Linked DNA regions of Mus musculus: region 1 is linked to region 2. The links are chromatin contacts, called in public Hi-C maps. All regions are on one chromosome and are shown on one strand. The core of a region is the stretch at or near the end of the contact, and the rest is flanking DNA. Distances in the headings are between cores, read along the strand shown. Region 1 holds the start of Coq8a (coenzyme Q8A). Region 2 holds the start of Desi2 (desumoylating isopeptidase 2).

The links. Hi-C and Micro-C count contacts between places; a contact is called where the count stands out from the background.
Region 1: a Hi-C map of B cells shows a contact between it and region 2, with 5 read pairs. The contact joins the promoter of Coq8a here to the promoter of Desi2 in region 2.

The regions. Positions count from the first base shown.
Region 1 is chr1:180,193,241-180,197,895 of GRCm38.p6, forward strand. It overlaps Coq8a (coenzyme Q8A), which reads right to left and starts at 2,780. Exons shown (of 15, transcript NM_023341.3): 1 at 2,633-2,780.
Region 2 is chr1:178,185,384-178,190,334 of GRCm38.p6, forward strand. It overlaps Desi2 (desumoylating isopeptidase 2), which reads left to right and starts at 2,034. Exons shown (of 5, transcript NM_024282.3): 1 at 2,034-2,574. The coding sequence starts at 2,533.

The sequences.
Region 1 (4,655 bases), core at 1,530-4,029, 2.0 Mb after region 2:
CTTAGTGCATGCAAATTTTATCTTAATAAAAAAGGATAGAATAAAATAGTTCCAAAGCCACTCAGCCCCATTATGTCTGATACTAACATCGTCACCTTCCCCCAAGTTAGTTCCTTCTCTTATGACCTCTATTTCCAGTACTGACACCATTACACAACTTCTTCACCATCTAGAACTCTGACCCACATATCCTACCTGTATATATTCAGTCCACACGCTGAGTTCTATGGTCCCTCTGATTCTACTACCTGTGACTCAGGTCACCCTGTCCTTAAAGGCTGCCCCTCCCACCCCTTCACGCCCATTCCCATCATACAACCAACTAGAGAAGAAGCAGGATCTTTGAGCGCCCCCGCCACTACCTCCTTTCTCACTGGCTCTCCCCAGTTCTTGACTGTTAACAGGAATGTTAGAACTATTCCCAGTTGCCAAGCCAAAACAACACTTATAATATTCCTGTCTAATTTTGCACACGGCTCTGGTTTCGACTGGCAAAGAGAATGACTCAGGGTCCGTGGCTCTTAACGGAAAATTATCCTGCCAAGCTGTGAGCCTCCCAATAATAAACCTCTCTTAAGAAGGAAGTGACTTCCCTTCCAGGTCTTTTTCTGTGGGTAACAAAGGGCACCCCAAAACCCCTACTTGGAATGCTCCTCCTTCCCCAGCTGCAGAATCCTGGCACATTCCCACAAAAATACAAATTCACTGCAAAGGCTTCGGATATTTTTCTTTTCCAGTGCATCATCTTTCATCTTCTCCGAACAGCCATCATTTTAGGACTTAATACTAAATTCTAGGTTCCACAGAAAGCAAAATGTAGACCCAAAAGCAAAGCCTCTCACTCTACACAAAAGAAGAACTGGACCATGGTTTCTGGTGCTAATCAACAACAAATGCATTCTGCAAACTGCGTGTGTGCAGACACTGCACGGAAACACCTGCATGTGTGTGCATGTATACGTGTGGTGTGCAGCCAGACACTCCCTGCAGACACAGGCATGCTCTCCTTCCACATTACAACACACGCACATGGCTAAGCAAACTGCGTGGATAAGAACAGTGCGCCCTCAGAAAGTCTCTTAGCCAGCATTTAGCGCCCACTTGTTTGCTCACCGTTGAAGAACCATCCTATGGTGGTTCCCTGTGCTAACCCGCCAAGGCTCCCAATGTTCCTAGGGGCAGAAACTACCAGTTTTCCACATCTTCATAATTTGTGCCTACTTAGTCACATTCATCAGGCACAAAGGCCCAGGGTTTCAGCCGCCAAGTCTCCCTCAGAATGTTTCACCCCTACCACCCAGTGCACTCAGGGTTTCACCTTTAAAGCCCCCACCGAATGCCTTCCACCATTTGTTTACAGCAGTGACTGTAACACTGTCTTAAACTTCCCAACTACTTGTGGGCAAGTTGCACAGAGGTCCTGGCAGCATGGGGTGACCCTGTCTAGAGTCCTGCCTGCATAGTTCTCAACCAAATTTGCTCTTGGGGGTATTTTGCAATGTCAGGGGACATTTTCAGTTGTCACAATTGGTGGGATTGGGTGGCCGTGGGGGTGTCACTATTTGTCTAGTAGTACAAGCCAGGGATTCAGCTACACACCCTGCATAAGATAAGCAGGCACAGTAAACAAGATTAGGTCCAACATGTTAATAGTCTGGAGTTGGGAAGTTCTGTCTCAGGTGGTTCATTAGCTCAGAGAATGCACAGATTGCCTGCCTCGCTTTTGCTTTGTGTCACCTGGTCCACAAGTGGTCACAATTCAGCTGTCTTCATTATTCACAAGGCTAAATATAGCATCCAAAGCTACCCTCGGAGTCGTACAGACACTGCTCTTGTAAGCCAACAAACCCCTCTAGCCTCTTCTCAGAAGTGCCTTCCTCACTCCAAATGTTTCCCAACAACCTCCCTGCCAGCATGGCCGCCAGCCACAGCACAACTGGATGTCTGTCATGATCACTAGTCCAAATCCTCCGGCAAGAAGGTTGGCCTGACACACCCCAGCTCCAGAGTCCCGTTCCACAGACACCAAGTCCAAGTGAGCCTAAATCAATTTTCTACAGTGCTGCAAGCCCAACCCAGATTGGATGTCTGCACACAGCCTCTGCCCCTTCAGGCTGCCTAGCCAATGAAGGGTCCCAGAACCCAGACCCGCCCCTACAGCGTTCTCCCTCTGTCCCCTCACACTCTGAAGGTGGCTTGGTTGAGTTATGTGACAGCTTCTGTGCAAGAGAGTGCAGGAGCTGTCAAAACTGGTAGTGTGGCCATCAGTGTCTGGGAAAAACAAGAGGACGGACCAAAAAGAAACGAAGAAAAAGGAACAAGGAAGGGACTTCTTCCCAGACTTCACCCCAGCCGTGAAACCCAACAGCTGGCTCGGGCTTAGAAGTTGTAGTTCTGACACAAACTGCAGCCAGAGCACACAGTTCGAGGGTCTGAGAGTTCAGAACATTATTGGGAGAAAGGCAGCCACGTGCGTGGACGACGCAGAGGCCACAAGCAACCCTCTGCTCGCTGAGCCAGACCCGGGTCGGGAAAGGGCTGCACCGTACGCAGGCCGCACTGTCACTTGAAAGTATAAGAAGGGACCCCGGGGTGCTGAGGTTAGCAGCGGGCCGGCAGGCGACAGCCTTACCGGGCTGCAGGAAGGTAGCTCCTCCGTCCGCAACGCAACGCCTCCGCGCGCTCGCCCCGCTGCGAGCGCTCCGCACACTCTCCGCTTCTGTTTACCTTCTAGCCCGGGTGCGCACGCCGCGCTCCGCTTGCCCCGCCTCCGAGCCCTCCCATTGGCTGAGCCGCTGTTTGTTAGCTGCCCCGATGCCACAGGACGCAGTGGGAGCGTGCTTACCGCGTGCGCAGCTCACAGCCAATAGGGACTGAGGGTGGAATAAAAGCAACCAATGAGAGGCCGCCCTTGAAGGCCGCGGTCCCTAATCTGCCTGTTAGCTGTCTTTTCTCCCGGGCAGGGAAAAAAGCCTGCAGTTGTTCTGCGCCTGCGTTCTGAAGATTGACAAGCGTTCACCTGGCAGCCACGTGAGGGTCGCCTGGGTACCGACGCTAGCTCAGCTTCCTAGGGGTCGGGCCGGGAAGACCTCAGAAGTTTTGATGGGACCACAGAGGAACCCCCCAGGCCCCCGCCCCAGGACCTAGACTAGGCCCGGGTTGGTTTTTTGGTTTGGTTTGGTTTGGTTTGGTTTTTTGCCATGTGATGAGGCTTCTGCCTGGGTTCCTCCAAAAGCACTTGGCCTAGGGAAGTGTTATGGCGCTGACACCAAAGTTCTATACCCTTCAGCTCTGTATTTAGACTAATTGTGCTTGCTTATTATGAGCGCCAATAAAAAAACAATCCTTTTCCAAGGTGAAAAACAGCCCTGAGGAGTGCACTCAACACACACAACATTGACCCACAACATCCCTAAGGGACTGCTGACCCAGAAAAGATAGGGTTGCGACAGGTCCATGCCACCTTTGTACCAAATGGGAGAAAATACCTAGCCTTGGGGCCTTTCCAAGATGCTTCCGTGCCAGCTCAGCCCTTTCGCCCAGCAATGCTAGGCCAGCTTCCCTCTAACGAACCTAAGACAATCGCTCGCTTCTCCCATGGTTTATTTTCCGTTTTTCGACAGATTGATATGATTTGGACCATGTTTCAAACAAAACAAAACAAAAACTCTGAAAGTATTCTCTATGCTTACTGTCTCCACTTCTTTTTCCATCCTTCTCCACAAAATCAATCTAATAAGGCTTCGATAGTTCGGATCTTGAATATTTTTTCCTCAAAGACCACTTTGGTCCCAAAGGGAAGTAGGCATAGGGAGGCTGTCAAACATTTAGGAAGTATGGCCTGATGAAAGAAAGTCACATCACTGAGGTTGTGACTTTATAGGGAATATTAGGACCTGGGAGCCTTCTCTGCTCCCATGAGAAGCCAACAGCTACCATGAGGTGAGCAGCTCTGCCCACTACACCATCCTACCATGACTTGCTGCTTCATGAGAGACCCCAAAGTCACAGCCCAATGGACCAAGGCCTAAATAAATCTTTCCTATTTCTAAGTTGGTTATCTTGAGTATTTTGCTGCATTATAGAAAGCTAAGGCTTTTCTGTTTAAAATACAGGCTTTAAGCATGCAGATTGCTAGTCTGATCAAAACTGAGATGGGCTCTGCCATTATTTCTTGAGTCTCTCTGCCCAGGCTTATTTCTCCAAGACTCCCACTGTCTGTACTCCTATCCTTGGTGTTAGTCCCTGGGGTTGACGCTCTATTCATTTTCCTTCTTTTCCAAGCTGGGATAATGTCCATGGACTTATTTCCAGGGGTGGTCTTTCCCCAGCCTGCTCGGCTCCACAGGTAAACTAGTCACTTCACTCACCGTGGGTTTCAACCCCAACACATCTTATTATTCTTATTGTTTCCTTGTGTCTCTATTTTGGGGCACATCATTCTCCTACTTTTGTCTTGGTTTATTTTTTAGACATGCTTCCGATCAGTTCTTTGAATGTTTTTGAAATAGATGATCTAAGGGTTTTGCCTAGATAGTTAGCCCAGGATCTTTTTTTATTTCCTCTGTGTTTATTACTGTAGCTCTGTGTGTCTTGTACTGCTGTTAAAATCTGGCTATCTTAACACAACATGGCATCTTTGGAAATCAGATTCT
Region 2 (4,951 bases), core at 784-3,283:
CTTTTAATATTTCTTTCCAGCTGCATTTTTTCAATATTTCCTAGTGCTTCAACCCTTAATTTCACATAGCCTATAGTCATCTGCAAAAGAAGTTCCAATTAACGGATTACCTTTATCAAATTAGCCTGTGGGTATTGTCTTAACTAATTGATATAAGAGGGCCCAGTATACCCTGGGTGTTACATCCCCTGGAGAGGTTGTCTTGAGTTTCTTAAAAAAGCTAGCCAAGCATAAACCAGTGATTGAGCCAGCAGGCACTGCTCCTCCAAGGTGCTTGCTTTAAGTTCCTGCCCTGTCCTGACTTCCTTCTGTGATAGACTGTGACCCCTAAACCTGTTCTGCCCTAAGCTGCTTTCTGTCAGAGCAGGTGTTATCACAGCAACAGAAAGACTGCCCAACAAGTCTCTAGGCTTTAAGTTCTACTGAAATGTTTATTTTAGTCAGATTAATGGTTGTGACTCCATTTCATTTATGCAAATGCCTACTCAACATCTCATGAGACTCTAAAAGGCACTGAAAATATAACATGACCTAACAGTAATTTCATTTCCCTTTCTAACCTGCTTCTCCCTCAAATGTTTGATATATTATGAATAACATACTATCTACCCAAATTTGTCAAACATCCAGGACCTATTTTTGAGACTACCCCTAACTCCCCCAACAAATTTAATGTCCACACTTTTTAATATAAGGCTGGTCACTAGACTCCCAAGATGAGGAAGAAACCAAGCCACAAATCCAAAGTGCCTTTTAAATCTCTTGCATTATATCTGTTAATAACCCATTGACCAAATCAAGCCAAAGCTTGCTAAAGACAGTAGAGAGAGGCATCAAAGGTCATATATAATTTGAGAAGCCACTTTTACAATTTACCACGTTAATGGTCATGTTTCTATTTCCCTTGCCTCATTAAAATTTCACACAGAAACTCAAGCAATTTTTAATTTTTTAAAGTTATTTATTTATCTGAGTACATCATATCTGTCTTCAGACATATCAGAGGAGGGCATCTGATCCCAAATATAGATGGTTGTAAGCCACCATGTGTTTGCTGGAAATTGAACTCAGGACCTCTGGAAGAGCAGCCAGTACTCTTAAGCATTGAGCTTTCTCTCTAGCTCTCAAGCAATCTTTTAAGAGACTTATGTACATATTCATGTCGTTCCTTGGCTCAAACCCTACCAACTCTTCATTTAAAATCCAACCTCAGAGTTTGGAGAGATGGCTTGCCCACTAAAAGTACTTGTTGCTCTGCAGAGGATCTCAGTTTGGTTCCCAACACTCAGGTCAAGCAACTTACAGCAGCCTATAACTTCGGTTGCAGAGCATCCCTGCCCTCTGTCCTCTTTGGTCACCTGCACCCCTTGCTGTCTTTGTCTCTGTCTTCTGTCTTTCTCAGTCTCTTTCACTCTTTCACACACAGAGACACACAAACACACACACAATTGATAAATCTAAAATGTAAAATAGATATTCAATCTCAGCTAACTGAAAACTCAGGATGTCTTCTGACCAGTTAACTGCCTGTCCACAGATCACCTCTTTGCTCATTATATTCTAGCCACAGAGAACTTTTATTTTGTTCCTTAAGTACAAAAAACATGTCTTATGTCTATGTACTTTTGTCTCCTCTAATTGGAATTCTTGGCTCTCTTATATTTGACTAGCTTTCTGTCATTCACGAAATGTGAATTCCGTTTTGAGGGTTAAAGGAGACTTTCTTACATCCTACTTTTACAAGGGTAACCTTCCTCCCTTTATTGCCTCACTTCTATATTTTCAAAAATTAAAAAAAAAGCAGAAGGGCTTTGGAAAACTTAGTCATCACTTCTTCACATTGCGTTGGATTCACATCTCACGCTACAAACACCAGAAACAGCACTGAAAACTAAAAGGCAAATGGAGTCTCTGCTCGCCAAGGACGAACAGCGAAGGTTCCCCTGACAAACTCTTCGCAGGACTTTCTGGGAACTGTAGTCTCCCAGGGAGACGTGAGTGCCTACAATATCCTGGTGAATGCTGGGATATGTAGTCAGACTGCTTACACGCCCAATAGGAATCGCGGGTTCTCCCTCTGCTTTCTGGGAACGGTAGTCTTTCTGCGACCTCGAGCCACCAGGGTGAAGAGGCATCCGGCCTGTCGCCATTTTAGGTCTCCAGCTGCAGAGCCTGAGAGCCTCAACGCGCAGGCGGGCTCATCCCTGGATCCTGGCCGGCCCCGCCTCCAGGGTGCCTAAAGCCCGCCCCTCGCCCAGGCCCCGCCTTCCCCCACGTGTCTGCGGCCGAGGGGAGGCGCCTGAGCTGGAGCTGCCTCTCCACCTGTCTGGCCGGGTCCTCGTACAGGTTTCTGACAGCGTCTCCCGGGAGCGGTCCCGGCTGCCGGATGCTTCCGCCCCGGCTGCGGTGGGCCGGGCTGGACGCTTAGTGCCCGGCTCGAGCCCTGCCTGAGGCGCCCGCGGGGGTGGCAGCGGCCTCCGCCCCGCGGAGACCGAGCGGCTGGAGGACGAGGCGGCGGCCGTGGGGAGAAGGATGGGGGCTAACCAGTTAGTGGTGCTCAACGTCTACGACATGGTGAGTGCGTCCCCTGGCGGCCCGCGCTGGCCGGCCCTGTCAGGGGTCGGGACCCCGGCCCGGTGCTTCCTGCCTCGCGCCTCCGCCTCCAGCTTAGTTCTCAGGGGTGGGGGGAGGGGACAGTCGCGCTGTCTTCTAATCCCGAGACTGGCCCGCGCGCCTCCTGGAGGTGTCCCAGTCAGTCCGAAAGAGGGCTTGGGCTCGAGCCTCGTCCCAGCCCTCAGCTCCCCTGGCTGTGGGCCCGACCCCTGGGCGGATGAGCCGTGTCCTATCCGCGAAGCTTCGGTCGCAGGGCGACCTCCCTCCCAACTGCCACCTGGCCTCTAAGCTGCTCAGCTCCCCTCTGCCCTGCTCCTGCTGGCCCTTGTCTGTCTCCAAATGCTCGAGGCTTCCGACAACTCTCAAGCCCTTCAAGTCTAGAAAGTCACAGCTTCGATGCGGATGCTAGCGTCTCCCCAGAGGTGAACCGGAGCCAATACACCCTCACCTCCAAGGCATCCTCATAAAAATGAAAGAAGCGAAAATTTATGTAGAAAATAGCGCCATTGAATTATTTAGCGATCACAGAGGTGATCCTAGAATCCGAAGGCCACTTTCCAGGTGATGCAACAGGTGGATGACGTGACCGCTAGAGAGGGAAAGACAGCCTTGTTTATTATGTCATCTAACTTTGAAGAACTGAAAACATTCAGGCTAGGGTTCAAAGGCTGGATCCCCTCAGGTTCCAAGTGCAATAATACCCCTAGAAGAAGCACCTGGTAGAGAATGATCGCCGCAGGGAGGCTACGTTTGGGTGTGTTCACTCTCCTTTGGTTACTTAATTTTTGTTTTGTAAAGGATAGCCTTCCCCTGAAAAGCCTGAAATTTCTTGGCTATGCATTGACACATGAAATTTCTCCAGCATTATTTCTGTTGGCTTAAAAGTACTTAGAAGAAATTCAACAGTAAGAAGTCTTGGCTCTTAATTACAGCTCTAAGCTCTTTCTTCTTTGTATTGTTTATAAATTTTTAAATGAACAGGGAGCTATTGATAGAAAAGGATTCCTCATGCTATATCTAGAAGTTAACGTTGACAGGGCATGGTCTGCTGGTAACTAGAAGCGAGGTTTCTCTTCTAGTAGGTTCCAGTGTAAGTCTGGAGATGAGAGGTAGAGTAACAGACTAGGAAAAGTTAATCATGAAGGGAAAAGTTGGATAACTGGAGCAGGAGATTCGAGAAGAGCATGCGTATTGTATGACTAACAGCCTACTCTACTGGTTAATAAATTATTCTCTGGATTTAAACTTTTTGTGTTCCATGGGAATCTTTTCTTAATTAATTTTGCCCCCTGTTGTTGTTTAGTTGTTGTTTTGAGGCAGAGTTTGTGTAGTTCTGGCTATCTTGGAACTATCTTTGTAGAACAGGCTGGCCTCAAACTCTCAGAGACCCTCTGCCCCTCTGCCCCTCTGCCCCTCTGCCCCTCTGCCCCTCTGCCCCTCTGCCCCTCTGCAGGGATTGAAGGTCTACACCACCATTGTCAGCTTTAATATTGCCCTTTTAGTATTTCACTGCCTCTTGCCTATCAGACTTTGGATTTTTTTAAACTGGTGAAGACTCTTATAAACTATTCCTCAGGATATGTTTTACTCTGGAGAATATATATTGAAATATCTATATTTTTTAAAGATTTATGTGTATGAGTACACTCTAGCTGTCTTCAGACACATCAGAAGAGCACGTCAGATCACATTGTACATGATTGTGAGCCACCATGTGGTTGCTGGGAATTGAACCCAGGACCTTTGGAAGAGCAGTCAGTGCTTTTAACCACTGAGACATCTCTCCAGCCCCATCGTCTATATTTTTAATCAGTTGGAATTATGTAGTGACCAGTGGCTATAGTTTCATAACCCAAAGAAATCTGTCAAATAGAGTTTTGCTTTTTAGATTAAATTGAATATGCATTACATGGCATATAGTGTTTTCCTGTTCTATGAATCAGGAAAATCGTTACTGATTGTGAAGTTGTAAGGGCTAGGGATGATATTCAAACGAATGTTTTTTTAGGGGAAGACAGTTTTGAATGATGCTAAAATATGAAATATTCACAAAAGAGCTTATTCTTCTTGCCACTCTAGTAAATACAGAGAAAGCAGCCAGAAAAAGCCTAAGTGACTAAAAAGCAGGATCTAGAAATTCTAGATGACAGTCTTGATTCACTATTGTCTCTATTGAATAATTCCTAGTTATTTCTTACAAATTGCCTTATTTCATCAACAGGAAGAGAAACATTTGAATAAAAATGTTTATTTAAGAGACTTACTCTTGTATGTTCTTTTAAAGGCTTTTGTCTATGAATGCTTTTATCACTAATGTAAAAACTTTCCATTACTCATT